Regions from separate parts of the Mus musculus genome. Here region 2 is linked to region 1. The links are chromatin contacts, called in public Hi-C maps. All regions are on one chromosome and are shown on one strand. The core of a region is the stretch at or near the end of the contact, and the rest is flanking DNA. Distances in the headings are between cores, read along the strand shown. Region 1 has its middle 27 kb from the start of Gm46953. Region 2 holds the start of Met (met proto-oncogene).

Region 1 (4,421 bases), core at 543-3,042:
AAAATGCAGGCCAGCTACTCTAACAGAAATGGTCACCTTCAGATGAGCCATTCACATAAGAGATTCTGATTTAAAAAAAAAAAAAACAGAAGATGAAAAAGCCATTGTAGAAAGATGCTGGATATCAACTTCTAGCCTCCACTTCTGGGTGCATAGGCTAGTACACAAACACACACACACACACACACACACACACACACACACCACATGTACACAAGCATAAACCACACACAAATACACAAATCAAAAAAAAGCATAAAAATAAAACTTTCTAGACCTTTCTATTCAACCCTCAGGAACACTGGGGAACTCTCTTAAAATTAAATATTTATCCACACAGTACAGTAAGACAATAGTACTTCAGAGAAAGTCTAGGACAAAAAAAAAAAAAAAGTAATATTCTCACCAGATAGCTTTGAGAAAATAACCTACTTTTCCTATAGAGGGAATAAAGCAAGACTATCTCCACAAAGGACCTATAATAAGTTATTAAAATAATGATCTTTCATGTTTAGGGTGATATCAATGGATTGTTCAGTTAAATGTACAAAATTCAGCATTTTCGTAACCAGAGAGCTTCAGTTTTAAAATGAGACTTGAATTTCACTATGAAAAAGGAATTCCAGAGACTTTGTATAAAAGCACATCCTTTATGCTGTGAGCAAATTCCAACGCAGTCACAAAAAAGCTACCATTTATGGCGTCCTTATTATATGTCAGGCTCCACACTCAGCTCATCACAAGCTTAATCTTCCACTAAAGTAGACTCTTAGGACGCCTTTGAAACATGACCAGCATTTAAGAGGAAAACTTTGATTACAGTATATGGACATTGTACATGCTCTGAACGTCAGTGGGAGGATAGGCAGCATTACTGAGGACTATAGCCTAAAGATGCAATCACGGGGAGTTAAATCAACTTACAGCCTTTGCAGGGTGGGAACGCAGAACCTTGGGAAGCTCTTGATAGTAATCAAGGTAGGCTTAACAACTACATCTACCAACTTGCTGTCTTTGCAGACTTCTCAACATCACAGGTAGGGTTCCCAGGCTACCTATCAGAGCTTAGGACAAACTTCGAGTGACTGAAATGTTGTCATATAAATCTAATTAAGTAGATTTTATACAAGTACAAGACGCAATTCTCAAGTGACCTTTAAAGATCCTGATAGGGAAAAATAGATGCAACTTTCTTGGATAGTCACTAAAGAAAAATCTTAAAATTCTGCACACGAAGCAATTGCATAATCCTGCACCAAATCAGGATAATCATTTCATATAATAATATTAGATAGTCCTGCTGATATTTAAAACACATATATACACTGCATGAAGTATCCTTACAACTGTACAGCCCATTGGCCCTGAGAATGTACTAATTTTTTTTTTCAAAAAAAGCAAAAGCATAATAATTTTCATCTTGACGATGACCAGTTATTACTACCATTAGGAACTAATCCATGCACAAAATTATTTTGTGTGGGAAGTGAAAGGAAGAAGCAAAACACATGTCACTTCAGAATAAAGACAAAAAAAATAAGCTATTTCAAAAATTACATTAGAACACAATTATCACTGGTAACTAAAACCAAAAAGAAAAAAAAATGTTAATAGTAATCAGAAAGAAAAAAATAAGTGTCCTTAAAAGACCTTGCCTAGACTTATATGTTAAACCAGTGAGTAGGACAAATAAGAGTGAAATCACTTGCAAATGAGCTCCAATGATCCTGTAGCTATTTATACTCCCACAGGATGACTCAGGGGTGACTCAGTTGTCTGCAATGAGTTCCCTGTATTAACCTGGTCACCCATGAGTTCCCTTAGTTCACAGTGTCAATGCCAGTCCAGTGAGTGTCCTATGATTCTGGTTTTTTTTCTTTAAAAAATTAATTTATTACCTTTATATCTGGATTATTTCCTCCCCTGGCCTCTCCCTTCCACAGTTCTTCCCGCACCCCTCTCCCCTTAACCCCTGAGAGGGTACAGCTCCCTCACCCCCTGTATCTCCCTAACCTTGCACATCAAGTCTCTGTGGGGCTAGGCACATTCTCTCCTACTGAGGCCAGACAAGGCAGTCCAACTAGAGGATGTATTCCACAGACAGGCAACAGCTTTAGGTCCAGTTGTTCTGGACCCACATGAAAACCGAGTTGCACATCTACATATCTGCAGGGGACTAGGTTCAGCCCATGAATGCCCTTACGTTGTTTAGTTCAGTCTCTGAGAGCCCCCAAGGATCTAAGTTAGTTGCCACTATTGGTCTTCCCATGGAGTTCCTATCCCAAGTCAGGGCCCTCAATCCTTCCCCCAATTCTTCCACAAAAAGAGCATTCTGTGAGATGAGAAAAAGGACACAGAAGTTCACGAAGATTGTTTGGCCTTATGCTTCTTGGAAATTTCCTGGAAACAAAGACTGTCTCTTGTAGACAACAGAAGGCAGCACAGATGTTCTCTACTCCCTGGACAGTGTGCCTCCTGAAACCGTGCATCATAATATTGCTCATAAACCAATAGCCAGGCATTTCTTAGGGCAGAAGGCCATCTTCTGCTTAAAGGCCTATTTGAAGCTTGTGAACCAAGACACAAAACTAAAGATATGTATTTCTACAAATTAAAAACAAAAACAAAGCAAAACAAAACAAAACAAAACAAACAAACATAAAAAACTACCAAAAACTCAGTACGGTGAAAATAGATTTCTGGAGTTTTATTGGTACAATTCAAAATATACTAAAAGTGATAATTGAGTATATTTTAAATTAAAGATGTGCTAATAACAGTAATGAAATTGTTTTCAGAGAAGTAACAATTATTTGAACTGGGAGGTTCAGAGCTTGATTTCTCTATACTTAAATTAATTATAAATATTTATCTACAGAAAAGCATTGTTAGTTCAATGTTAGGGCCACACAAAGCCTAATGATCAAATTCTGCCTGAAGATCATAGTTTGACTGAGGAATGTCTTACTGATGCCACAGAAACAGTAGAAGTAAGCAACAATAGAAGCTGTACTTTATGGTTTTCCTTAAGTATATTTACATATTTCTATATTTCACATTTCTGTCTACTTTGCCTAGGAATTTGGTGGGGCAGAGACACCTGTTTACCTTGGAAATGAAATGGAATTATTTAATAGAAATTTTAAAAATGGAAAAATAATATATGCTTAGTAATTGAGTACCAATTTTTTTTTCTAGTATGAGGAACATACTGAAGTCAAGATGACTAAGGAAGTTAAATCTTTCTAAAGTTGCTCAAGTTCCATTTACGTGTCAAAAGCCCAGCTTCACTGACGAATACCTTAGTTTTCACTCAGTCACAGGAAGAGAGTGTGTGAACTAGCTTTTGAGGAAGTCCTTGCTAGCTGGTATATGAGCCCATTATTGCCACATTAATGCTGACTAACAGACGTACTCAGATCTCAGTAGCCTACAGCGCTGAGAATTTCCTCATTCTTAGAAGGCTTTACACCAATTGTGGTTTGGTTGGTCTACCCTACTCCAACATATAGAGTGGAGAGGAATTAAGAAATATTCCTCACATCAGTTTCAAGCCTACAGACATACACACACACAATCAAAAATAGATATGTATATAAATAATTTTAAAAGAGAAGAACTCTTTTCTGGTTTCTGCTGCACAATTTTGGCTAGGATTGATTCTCAGAGCCACGTGACTGGGGAGAATTAAAGATGCGTTTTTTTTTTCAATACCTATGGTACGAGGCAGAAAGCACAGGAGGAAGTTGAAATTAGAGACTGGGTGAGCTAATCCACGCAACATGTCATAGCTTTACCCAAGGAGCTCACTACAACATATCTAGACACAAATGGAATGCCTGAGAATCGTGCAGTAAGGAGATTGTTTATCTGGATGTAGTCTGAGTCGGGAAAGGGCTACCTGTTTGAAAAGAAGCCCCACGTTGGCATAGAGCCACCTCCAGCCTGCACTGTGAATATGGGGAAGGGCGGGGAAGGTTTGCATGAGAGATAAGTGCTGCTTCTGCCTACATATGCTCTGGCATGCACAAGTTTCTTGAACTTCCCTGTGAAAGAAGGCAGGCAGTGAAGAGGGCCACAGAGGGACAGAGTGTGAAAGCAGAAAATCTAGATGGAAGTGCTCAGTATTCAGTACCCTTCCTTGAGATTCTAAATTGCTGACCTAGGCTACCGCAGACCTGTGTGACTTCAACCCTGTCACTAAAACAAACAAACAAAAAAACCTGGCAAAACAGCTAATGAATTAAGCTTTGGAGGTAAAAGAAAATCCCAGGCTCAGTAAGCAATCAATGGTCATAGATTTTTCAGTGACTAAGACTAAACTCCCCAACCTCCTAACCCTCTAGGATAAGGTTTATAAACCAAAGAAGTAGCTCTGTTAGTCAAGTTAAGGGGTTAGTGGCAGAATACAGAAGAAGCAG
Region 2 (4,517 bases), core at 1,912-4,411, 56 kb after region 1:
GACAAACCGAAGAGCCCATGCTTTTTCTACCATGATTTGGATTGTAAGAAGAAAAAAAAAAGCAAACCAAAACCTTTTTATAAACCTATTGTGTCTGCGAGCCCCCTTCATCACTTGCAGGCAACAAGACTTTGTCCTAAGGAAGTTACCTCCACTTGTATTTAAAAAGGCACACCATGTAACAAGATCTTGAGATCCAAGTTTTGATGTGCCGAAGCCAGTCAGAAAGGATGCAGCGTAGTTAGAGGAAGAGGTGGCAGTTCCCGTCTCCCTTGACCAAAGCTATTAGGCCCAATTCAAGGTTAAGATGTAAGTTTGTAACAGCTTAGCTCTGTGTGTTATCTACAAGCTGGTAGACAAGAAAACTTCCCAGTTTTTGTCCACTGATGTTTTGCCAGATGCTGGGATGCATATGTTACCACAGTTAGCTAGCAAGAAGCAGAGAAAAGTCTCACTAATTCGTGACCCCTGACTACTATGCAGATTCAGCTTAGGGAAGGAACACCTTGCTCCCATTTCAGGGAGCAAATCCATTCTGAGTTCTTTAAAGACTGTAGGTGACAAAGCCCTGGCTATTAGTGTCTGGTTAAACTGCTTTTCCCACAAACATGGACATTAGTGTCAGCATTAACTTCTTCCACGGTGATCGAATGGCTAGCTCTCCTTTATACACTACTTCTGAACTCAGCTGCATCTTCTCTTTTAAGCAAGAAACGAAACCCCTTTCTAAAGGCACCATCAGATTTCACCTTGGACTTCACTGCCAGCGTGACAGACATCACGCGGCTATCACTGGTTGCAAGGGATTCTGGGAGAAAATTTTTCAAGACTGAGAAGGGAAGTCAGGGGAGGGAGATCTGCTTGGAAACAGGTGCTGGCTTAGCCAGGCAACAGTATTAGCCACAGAGGTTTGGTTGGTCAGGAAAATACCAGTAGAACTTCATCATCCAATGTGTCACCCATGCCACAGACGCTAAGAAAGTCAAAGAGCAATTAAAGTTGGCTGCAAAAGCTTGGAATTAGGGGGTGTCCTGCCATCTTTAGAAACTATCTGCTTCTATCATTTTAAAGATGGGAAATACTTTTCCTAATAAATGAGTCCAGGTAGAGTGTAAAAGTTATACAACTTTTACAGTCATTCCTTTAATTATGTTATTTTTTAGCTAGCTTTATAAACTATTAATATCTTCTGGTTTATGGTTAACATATCAAAAACATAATTTTAAAGCCATTTTTTAAAACTGAACTGAAATTTGTCCTTGAGTAGAAAGCAGGGAAAAATTCTATTCTAAAAAAACTTATAATAGAATGCTTGCATGTATAATCCACTTTTCAGTTTGTTTGTACTGCCTTTTCTGAGCCTTTATACAACTTTAATTGTTTTTGTTGTTGCTGTTGTTCTGTTTTTCTATTTTTAATCATAGCACTCAAACTTGGAAAACCTGTTAAGGCAACTACATGGGATGTTTAAAAAAAAAAATCCAGTTAACATATTGCTATGGAAACCAGGAAATAGAAACAGCACGCTAATCATTCATTTAGACAACTACGGTGTGTGTGTGTGTGTGTGTGTGTGTGTGTGTGTGTGTGTGTGTGTGTGTAAAATCCATCTATTCACCTTCTATTGAAAGATGTTATAAACTTTCAAGCTAATCAAGATGGCTTTTTAAAGGCCAGGGGCCTTGTAACCAGTAACACCAGAGTTTCAGAATGAGCCACAACCTTCATGAATAGCGTGATATTTGGAAGGACCCGCTTGAATCAAGTTTGCTTGGCTGGAACCCCTGGACATAGTATAGACCCTTGAAGGAGATTTGAGAACTGGGTTCTAACCCTGGCTTTCTTAATACCAGCTGTGTGAGCTTCCTAGGAATTCGTACGGGCTGTTTTATTCATCTGCAAAATGATTCCGTGCAGGCCTCCAAAACTGTAATAGGAACTTTCCTTTTCCATCAAACTGAGGAGTGGTGAGGTAAACTGCTCTTGGGACTGAAATAGCTCTGTCTAGTGTCTGGTAATGTACTGAACACATACATAGCGCAGTTATAAGAAATGTATGAGACCTTCCTTGTCTTTGCTCTGTGTGTAAGACGTGTCCCCTGCACCTGTATAGTGGCTGTGGCTTGAATGACTCTCAAAGTTACTTCTATACATACCTCTATGTCCATTATCGAATCAGCTCTTCTGACAATTGGAAAGAACTCCTATTCTAAAAGGCAATGGATTCCTTAGATCCTTTCACCTTATTGTATCCTTGTAGGGAAATGCAAAATTTTAGAAACGATTCTAATAAACGAATCTTCCTAAGTAAATCCTTTTCAATTTCTTTTAATATTCGAGATTTGAACTTATGTGTTGGATTTGTTAGTTGCTATTTGTCTATGTAACCGCCTTGTGTCCATTTGTCTATTTAATTACCCTGTGTCCAGCTATGAGGAAAAAAAAGTGAAAATTAACCAGAAGCCTCCCCTGGGTTAAACTCCTGGGGTTCTTCCAGAAATCTGAGAAATTATACTAGGGGGATAATGATTGCAAAATGAAATCATTGGGACAATCCGTCCATGCACTCCCAACATTGTCTGTGACAATGAGCGCCTTGTTTCCGTGGCGCCTAGATCTCTGTCCACGCGGGTGAGTGCGGGGCCGCCACCTCGGGCGTGAGAGAGGCTGCAGCTCCGGGGTGCGCCAGGGGGTGCGTGCGCTTTGCGCGGGTGACTTTGGAGCACCAGGAGGGGGAGACTCGGGGCCACTGATCTCCCTCTGCGCTGGCTTCAGACTCCAGAACTGGAGGAGGAAGAGAAAGCGCATAGCTGGGGAGAGGGAAACTTCTCCACCTAGAAAGTTTCACCTTGCCGAGGGCGGGGGGTGGGGCGGGGCTTGAGGAAGTGCGACCCCCCGGGCTAAGCGTACTGGCTGCGGGAAGGGCGGGGACGCCAACCCCCCCCCCCCCAACCCTCCAAGGGTGGTGCCAGTCCCCATCTCGGGCCCCAGGAGGGACCGTTGGGGACAAACCTAGAGCGACAGGGACGAACAGACACGTGCTGGGGCGGGTACCCGGGTCTCTTCGCCTCCAGCCCGGACGCGCCCGGGCGCCGCTGTTGCCCGGCTGAGTCACGGGCCGGGCAGGGCGCGTGTGGGAAGGGGCGGAGCAGTCCGAGGGCGCTCGGCGGGGTTCGGCCCGGGCCGCAGGTGACCCGGACGGCCTCGCCGCCCGCAGCGTCCGAGCCCGGGTGACCCTGTGCGGAGCCAGATGCTGGGCGACCGCTGACTCGCTGGAGAAGGGCGGAGCGCGCGGGTGGTCCCCAGCCGGCTGACTTCGGCGCCGCGCGCTCCGGGCACCCCAAGGTACAAACTCCAGCCGCGTCGATCAGGCACCCAGCCTCTCCCAGCCCCTCTGCTTTCTTTGTTCCACTAAGGGAACTGGCTACTGCTCTGGAGGACAAGACCACCGAGGTGGGTGCGAGCCCGGGGGCTTAGGAAACTGAAGGTATGGGGTCGGGGAGGTGCAAACTAGAATTGAGCTTGTCGCTTTAGAAGGAGTGTTGTTGACGGCCACCTGTGTGACTCAGGGGCGCCAAGAGCATTAGGTGCTCCAGGGCTGCTGTAGCTCTGCAAGTTTCACCTCTGGGATCTGACTCAGCCCTTACAGAAGGGATCGGTCACCCTGTCCAGGGTGATACAGCCGGCAAGGTTTGAGCCCAGCTATTTCCTTGTTCCTAGTCTTGCTTTATCTGCCTTGAGGGAGCGCGCGAGGAGGGGGTGGGGGTGTCTTTCTCAAGGGCAGGTGTTTCTGGGATGGTCTGAATTTTTTATTCCTGGCAAACACACGGAGGGTGTGATCCATCATTTTCTATCCCACTTTATCTTTTTTTTTTCCTGGGACTCAGTGGAGGTGAAATACATTATAACCAGAGGTCAGGTAGTCTGGCTAGTAGCGGTGTAATTATTAAAAGACCAAAGAAAGTACAATGCAGAATTTATTCCAAACTGTGGTTTCCCATTTCCTACCTTTTTATGTTTAGAAGAGCCATTTGCTAATTTGGCAGTTGGCAGGGGTTCTAGGGGCTCACGCATGAATGCTCGTCCAGTGGCTTTTCCCTTATCACAGGCTTCTGTTCAAAGCAGCTCTGGGGCAGAATGAAAAATTGTCAACTTTCTTAAGCAAAATAATCAGGAGGCTCTAATGGCCAAGTTAAAACGGTCCATGACTATGAGGAGATTGTAAACGCTGTAACTGGATAGAATATAGACAGAATTTTAGGAAGACTGTCAGCATTTTGTAGCATTGGGTGGAGGTTTATTCTGTCGCTTCCAGCAGCCAGCCACACACACACACATTGCCATGCAAATGGATTCAGCAGAACGTTATTTTCCTTTATAGCTCAACTATTATAGCTGACTAATGAATTTCCTCTGCATGGAGATGATCTGAAAACGATGTACACGGTGTTTCCCTTTGCTACTGGGACATAAATTGTGCTTTTATGCCCCAGTGTTAGTGTTGCCCGGATTATTTA

Evidence for each region. A called contact is a pair of places that touch in the nucleus more often than the background predicts.
Region 2: a contact with region 1 is called in a Hi-C map of pancreatic cancer cells, with 2.9 times the contacts expected there. The contact joins the promoter of Met here to the enhancer-like site in region 1. A contact is called at or near these places in 1 of 39 promoter capture datasets (3T3-L1-derived adipocytes), 11 of 484 Hi-C or Micro-C datasets (3T3-L1-derived adipocytes, the AML12 cell line, LSK cells and 7 more), 6 of 115 datasets of contacts at active chromatin or transcription factors (bone marrow-derived dendritic cells, bone marrow-derived macrophages, embryonic fibroblasts and 3 more) and 3 of 9 other capture datasets (adipose tissue, liver and pancreatic islet).

The regions. Positions count from the first base shown.
Region 1 is chr6:17,406,524-17,410,944 of GRCm38.p6, forward strand. No RefSeq gene overlaps it. Among named protein-coding and RNA genes, the nearest start is that of Gm46953, 27 kb to the left of the region's middle. Within about 2 kb of position 1,793, at least 86 of the 459 cell types and tissues checked have an H3K27ac peak or open chromatin away from gene starts, as enhancers often do. A contact at or near this core is called in bone marrow-derived dendritic cells, bone marrow-derived macrophages, embryonic fibroblasts and 5 more, where this site is marked.
Region 2 is chr6:17,460,796-17,465,312 of GRCm38.p6, forward strand. Met (met proto-oncogene) reads left to right here and starts at 3,162. Exons shown (of 22, transcript NM_008591.2): 1 at 3,162-3,453.